2 separate regions of the Sus scrofa genome follow, and region 1 is linked to region 2. A link is a contact called in public Hi-C data. All regions are on one chromosome and are shown on one strand. Each heading gives the region's core, a stretch centred on a gene start, on an enhancer-like site or on the middle of the called end of the contact. The rest is flanking DNA. Distances are from core to core; before and after follow the strand shown.

Evidence for each region. Hi-C and Micro-C count contacts between places; a contact is called where the count stands out from the background.
Region 1: a Hi-C map of liver shows a contact between it and region 2, with 5 times the contacts expected there. The contact joins the enhancer-like site here to the promoter of SFMBT2 in region 2. A contact is called at or near these places in 1 of 5 promoter capture datasets (fetal skeletal muscle), 6 of 47 Hi-C or Micro-C datasets (embryonic fibroblasts, liver and skeletal muscle) and 1 of 2 datasets of contacts at active chromatin or transcription factors (skeletal muscle).

Annotation. Positions count from the first base shown.
Region 1 is chr10:64,013,164-64,016,116 of Sscrofa11.1, reverse strand. All of the region lies in intron 9 of SFMBT2 (scm-like with four MBT domains protein 2), which reads right to left. Among named protein-coding and RNA genes, the nearest start is that of SFMBT2, 140 kb to the right of the region's middle. Within about 2 kb of position 1,261, at least 8 of the 83 cell types and tissues checked have an H3K27ac peak or open chromatin away from gene starts, as enhancers often do. A contact at or near this core is called in liver, where this site is marked.
Region 2 is chr10:63,875,628-63,878,327 of Sscrofa11.1, reverse strand. It overlaps SFMBT2 (scm-like with four MBT domains protein 2), which reads right to left and starts at 1,295. Exons shown (of 21, transcript XM_021065007.1): 1 at 1,117-1,295.

The DNA of each region.
Region 1 (2,953 bases), core at 12-2,511, 140 kb before region 2:
TTTAGAGCGTAAAACAAGAAAGGCGTTGCGGGCGTGGTTGAACCCGGGCAGGGAAATTCCTCCTCATGTGGGTGTCACTTGTATTTCCTGTGAACAAGGAAGGCAATGACGATGCAAAACCCGGAACCAGTCGGAATTAACGGAAACTGCAAAATGCCTGATAATCATCATTCGACTGGTTTAAGCATATGTCAAACACAGTCACGAGGGATTTCTAAAGTATATTTTAAACCAAGCCTCCCCTCAATGTCCCTTCCACACGTCATCATAAATTCTACACCTGCAAATTTACTAAAGAAGGGGAATTTTGTTACTAAATCCCCCAGTTGCAGGGAGCCGGCAGAAATTCCGCAAGGAATGAACTCAAGAAACTGCTTGCGTCCTACCTTCACGTGCGCTTGCAAGTACAAGACAGTACACGGCTCGTTAAGGAAGCTCAATCTGCCCCGCTTTTTAAAAGATGAGGTGGGGGTTAGCCAAGAAGGCAGCTGTCTTCCTCTGGCCTGGGGACTGACCCTTGCCCCTCCCCTCGCCTGCCAAGCTTCCCCTCCCCCGCTTCCTCCTGACACAGCCCCATCCTTCTAGAAAGACTGACAGATGCTCCTTACTTTCCCACGAGGAGACAGAATGTCTCAGAGTCTGAGCTGCCATGGTCTTTGGAGCTGGTTTTGACAACGTTCCGCACATCCTGCCACATCCCCTCCCCCCAGCCAGAGGATTCTGGAAGGGACCAGACCAACTTTCTTCTGACCACTTACAAACAAAACAAAACGGGTCTCAGGCAGGGTACTGCAAGTTCCTTTGCAAGTAATAGAATCCTCTACTTCGAGTCATTTCCCTGGGACCGTTTTGGATGAAATCCTTGCACTAATATGGAAGAACAGAAGACTTCACCGAAAGGCAGCACACACCGGGGAGAACTCCCCTCACTATATGAAGGGTGCCCAACCAGGAAGGAGAACCAGATCCGGACCCAGCTCTACCAGGCCTTGGATGAACCAAGGTTAAGTACATTACATCTTCTGCACCTGATTTTCCCGATCTACTAATTCACAAAATACAGATCTGTTGCCTCGCGTGAGTCAGAGCCACTGCTACTGATGACTGCTGCTACTTAGGATTATTTCCTCGCCTCTGTGGTTAATTCACTCCTCGATCTCCCAGGAGAAAAGCGTGACGGCGGATGAAGGGAGGTTATGCAACAGCTCTTGACTGATCAGCTGGACACCAACCGAATCCCCCAACAGAAGGACTGCGTTTGTTTAGGGCTTTGGCCGAGCACTTTGCTGACGTCAGGATCTCCTGCCACTCCCTGTCTCTTCCCTGGACCTTTGTGACTTAGTTTGTGAGCAAAGGAAAATCCTATCAAGATCATGAAGAGAAGGGAGAAACAGAAAAACAAAACAACCAACCTATTGCGATGAAGAGCAAACCAGTGTCTGAAATAACATCACGTTGAGGTATTCTGAATGGTCCACATCGGTTCAGATGGGACTTGCCCGCTCAGAGGTTACCTCTGCTCCTCCTACAGAGAGACATTCTGTTGGGTTTTCTATCACCTTCATAATCATTACCTTCCAATGGACTTCCGCCCACTCCATAAACGCCATGCTCACGGCTTTCTATACCCAACCTCCAAGACTCTACAGGGAGCCATTTTTAATCTGATAATTTCAGGATGTAAACAAGTCTTACTGGGTACCTAAGCACCGCGTAATTACTCTGCGTCTAGAATGTTCTCCTTTCCTTGCACATTTGAACAGCCTTAACTTCTCCTCCTCCTCCTCCTGCTCTTAGGGACCTTTTATTCACTTCATCACTTAAAATTCTTCTCCTTCTGGCTGATAATGAGCTTGCTTTGTGAGGCAGTTTTGTGACAGCTCAGAAAATAACTGCTACATAAAAACAAATTGCTGTGGCTCGTATAATAGAGACAACAGGGGTCAATTATACTCATTAATCAACAAAGACAGAACAAGAAGTACTAAGGCTTAACTGTAGCCAGGAAAGCGCATTTTAAACCCAGGAGGGAGGGAAGTAGCAGAAGGGAAAAGAAAATAAAAGGAAATCAAAACCCCTCTGGCTATTAAAATTTGCAACAAGCTGCCATCTGAGACTGTTGAACCTCCACCACTAGAGTTATTTAAGCCTTAATTAGTGTTTATTCTGCATGAAGTTCCAACTGTTACAGGTCCAAAAGGAAACAGGTCGATGACCCATTTCCTATGATACAAATTAATTGACATAAAACAGCTCCCCTTGCAAACACTGCTATTGGCACTGCAAGTGGACAATTCTTCTGCAAAACAATTTGGCAGTAAAAATGTCCATGAACTTTGACACAACAGTTTCACTTCTGGGAATGCATCCCATAATAGCAGCCTTAAAAACTGATAACATTTGATACACTAAGATTCAAGGCCATTATTATTGATAACTCTGGGGATAACAAAAAAACTACATCCCAGAATAAGGAACAACATGAAACTTATGAGTCCATGGAAAGTTATGGAGGCATGAAACTGCACCTAATTCACTTAAAAAAAAAAAAATCAAGGAAAAAATGATTGCTTTAAGTCTGCTATAAGCATATACAGAACTATCTATTTTACATTAAAATATGCAAAGTAAAAGACCAGGGGAAATTCAAGAAAAACTTACTAAAAAATACCAAAATAATTATCTGGGTGGTGGGACTCCTGGATACTTTTTTCTTCTACCTCTTTGTATTTTTCAGGTTTTCATTAATACCTGTGAATTATGTCAATAATAAAATTTTTTTGAAAGCATAGCTTCTTTGTTCTGTTTTAAAAGGCACTGGTCAATGAATCCAGAAAAACAACAAGACTGCCTCCGCTCAGCCTCTTTCCCGCTGCTCCTTTGCTAACAGAACCCAGACTGTGCCCAGTTACCACAGGAAGTCAGCCTGCCTCAGCACCAGGAAGTGAATCCT
Region 2 (2,700 bases), core at 46-2,545:
ATGTACACGATTTTTAATCCTCTAGATGGTTGGTCTCCAGTACTCACCCACCATCTTCTCCACACCCCCCTCCTGCCACCCCTAACAGACACACCGAAAAGAAAAGGAAAGGGGGGAAAAAAAAAAAGGAAGCCGAAGAAAGAGACCCCCGAGAGAAGACGAGGGAGCGCGGGGGGTAGCAAGGGCGGCTGCGTCGCTAAAACGAGCGCACAAATGCGGGAGGTGGGCGGCGGGAGAGGACAGCTTTGCACCCGGGAGGACACTTTGCAACTACGGACGGACTCCCGCAAGGCCCGGCTTTTTCAAAGCGGAGGGACGAGGGGGAAGGGGACGGGGGAGCAAAAATGACAACCCGGAGCGCAGCGCGGAGTTTGGGGCTCTGCTCAAGTGCTGTCGCTTTCTCCTCCAGCCCTTCTCTTTCGCTTCTCTCCCTCGGCACCCCCTCCTCCAGCCCCCCACTCCCGGGCTAGCTCGAGCTTCCCTTTTTTTTTTTTTCGGAGCTGGAAAAAAAGAAGCCTGCCCGGCGCACTCAACCTGCGGGCCGGAGGGTTGCTCGCGGGGCGGGCTGGGCGCGGGGACAGCGGCCGGCGCGGCGTCCTACCTGGTGAAGTTCGTCCTCCCCGTGGGTGGACCGAGGCCCCGGGCGCCGCCGGGGGTTAGGGGGGGTGGGGACGCCGGCCTCGCCCGCCCGCTCGCTCGCTCTGCCTCGCTCACTCCCCGCCCGCCGCCTCCCTCGCGCGCCCGCTCTGGTCCTCCGACTCCCACTACAGCCTCCTTCCAATATGGCATCCTCCGTGTGCGCATGCCCGGCACTCTTTTTTAAGATTATTATTTGGTGTGTGTGCAGCGAACTCCTTCAACGACCTTTTCCAAGCGCTTGCAGAACGTCTTAAGCCAATTAGCCTGCAGGACGTTCTGCACTCCTTCCTCTGCCCCCGCTGTGACGCCCCCGCTCCCGGGCACAACCTCCCCCCCTGCGCGCGCGCGCGCGCGCGCGTACACACACACACACACACACACACACACACACACACACACACGCTTCACGCTTCACGCTCCCAATGCCTCCCTCCCCGCCCCGCTCCCTTCCCTCCTTTCCTTTAGCTCCCTCCGTACACGAAATGCAGAAAGTTCCCATCACAGGGGTTTCCGCAAACGCCTCTGCAGGGAAATCTGGGCAAACTCTGCATCTCACTGGACACTTTCTGTTTCATCGGTTTTGCAATCTCTCTGGGGGCGAAATCCACAAACTTGCGCTTTATCCGCCGACGGAAGGTTGCGAGCGAAGAGAAATTCAATCCTCTCCGCAACCCCTGTCCCGCCCCACTGCGCCCCACCCAGCACTTAAATTGCGCCTTTTCTATGCAGATTCAAACATTTCCTGGCCCTCAGGGAGGGCGGGAGGGGGCCGAGGAAAGATTTTCCAGGGAAACCACCGCAGGGGAGTAACTGCTCGGGCGAGGTATCTGCGGGACGCAGCTAACAAGGGTCGCCACGGCGTCTCCCGGGCTATGTCCAGGCCTAGGCGACCAAAGAGGGCACCGGGCTTGGGCCAGCTATTTGTAAGGCGGGAAAAGATTCCCGCCCGAGAAAAACGTGGCCTTCGGCGACGGTGGGGGGAAATGGGGGGCCGCGCAGATCCCTACGGGGCAGGGTTTCCGGGTGGCGGGTCCCCGGGCCCTATTCCGGGGACAGGGGAGGGAGGCGGACAAAGCAGAGCTCCTCAGGCCTGAGCTGAGCAGAGACTGAACGGAACGTCCCCAGGGCGGAAATACTGGCGACGTCCGAGGGGCCAGACCGAGAACTTCCTTAGGTGGGCTGTACTTAGTAGAGAGGAGATGCTGCGAGGGGCTAGAATTTATTTCCGTGGGAAATGGAGATAGGACACCTTTTGTCAGGGTTTTTGCCTTATGGCCACAAGAGGTAAAATCCCCCGGAGTCTCCCAGTTCTGTGTCCATCTTCTTCCTACAACCCCCTCTCGCTGCGCCCCTAACCCCGGCCCAGGGGTCAGGAGGACTGAGAGGTCCCCAAGGCTGCGGCGAGTTCGCAGCTCCGCCCACCCTCCCAAGCCCGGCCACTCCCGCGCGTCCTCAAAGACAGAGGAGCCGGGCACATGAGGTCCCCGGAGGAAAGGTGAATGCTCCGTAAGGCTGGGGACTGGGCAGGGGATCCGGGGATGGAGAGTGGAGGTCAGAGTCCGAGCGCGCACAGGACGGACAGGGGTCCAGCATAGGCGGGTCCTCTCCCCGACGGTGGGGGCAGAGTTGGTCTAGAAGAACCGCCAAAGGGATGTGCCCAGAAACTGCTCGATCCAAGCCGCACGGTCGCGAGCGGCGTTCCACGGAAACGTGGGCGGAGGTCGGAGATCCTGGGGGGGCTCCGGCGGCAGGGAGACCCTGCTCACTTGCCGTCTGCGCAAAAGGTATTTCCTTACATCTTGGAGAGCTCTCTGCGAGGTATAAAACGCCTTCGTCCTCTCACATCTCCATCTGAGGTGCCGCCTGAGACTCTGAGAGGGCAAGCGACTCACACGGTTCAAACTCCAGCCCCAGTCTGCATCCCGTCCAGCTTCCTGGTCCCCTCCTCTTTGGGGACATCCGACCTGTTTCACCCGAAGGTCACTGAAGACGGAGAGTTCCCAAACCAACCGCACCCCGTCCCTGCACATTAACCCTGTCGCCTGCACCCCAAAACTGCCT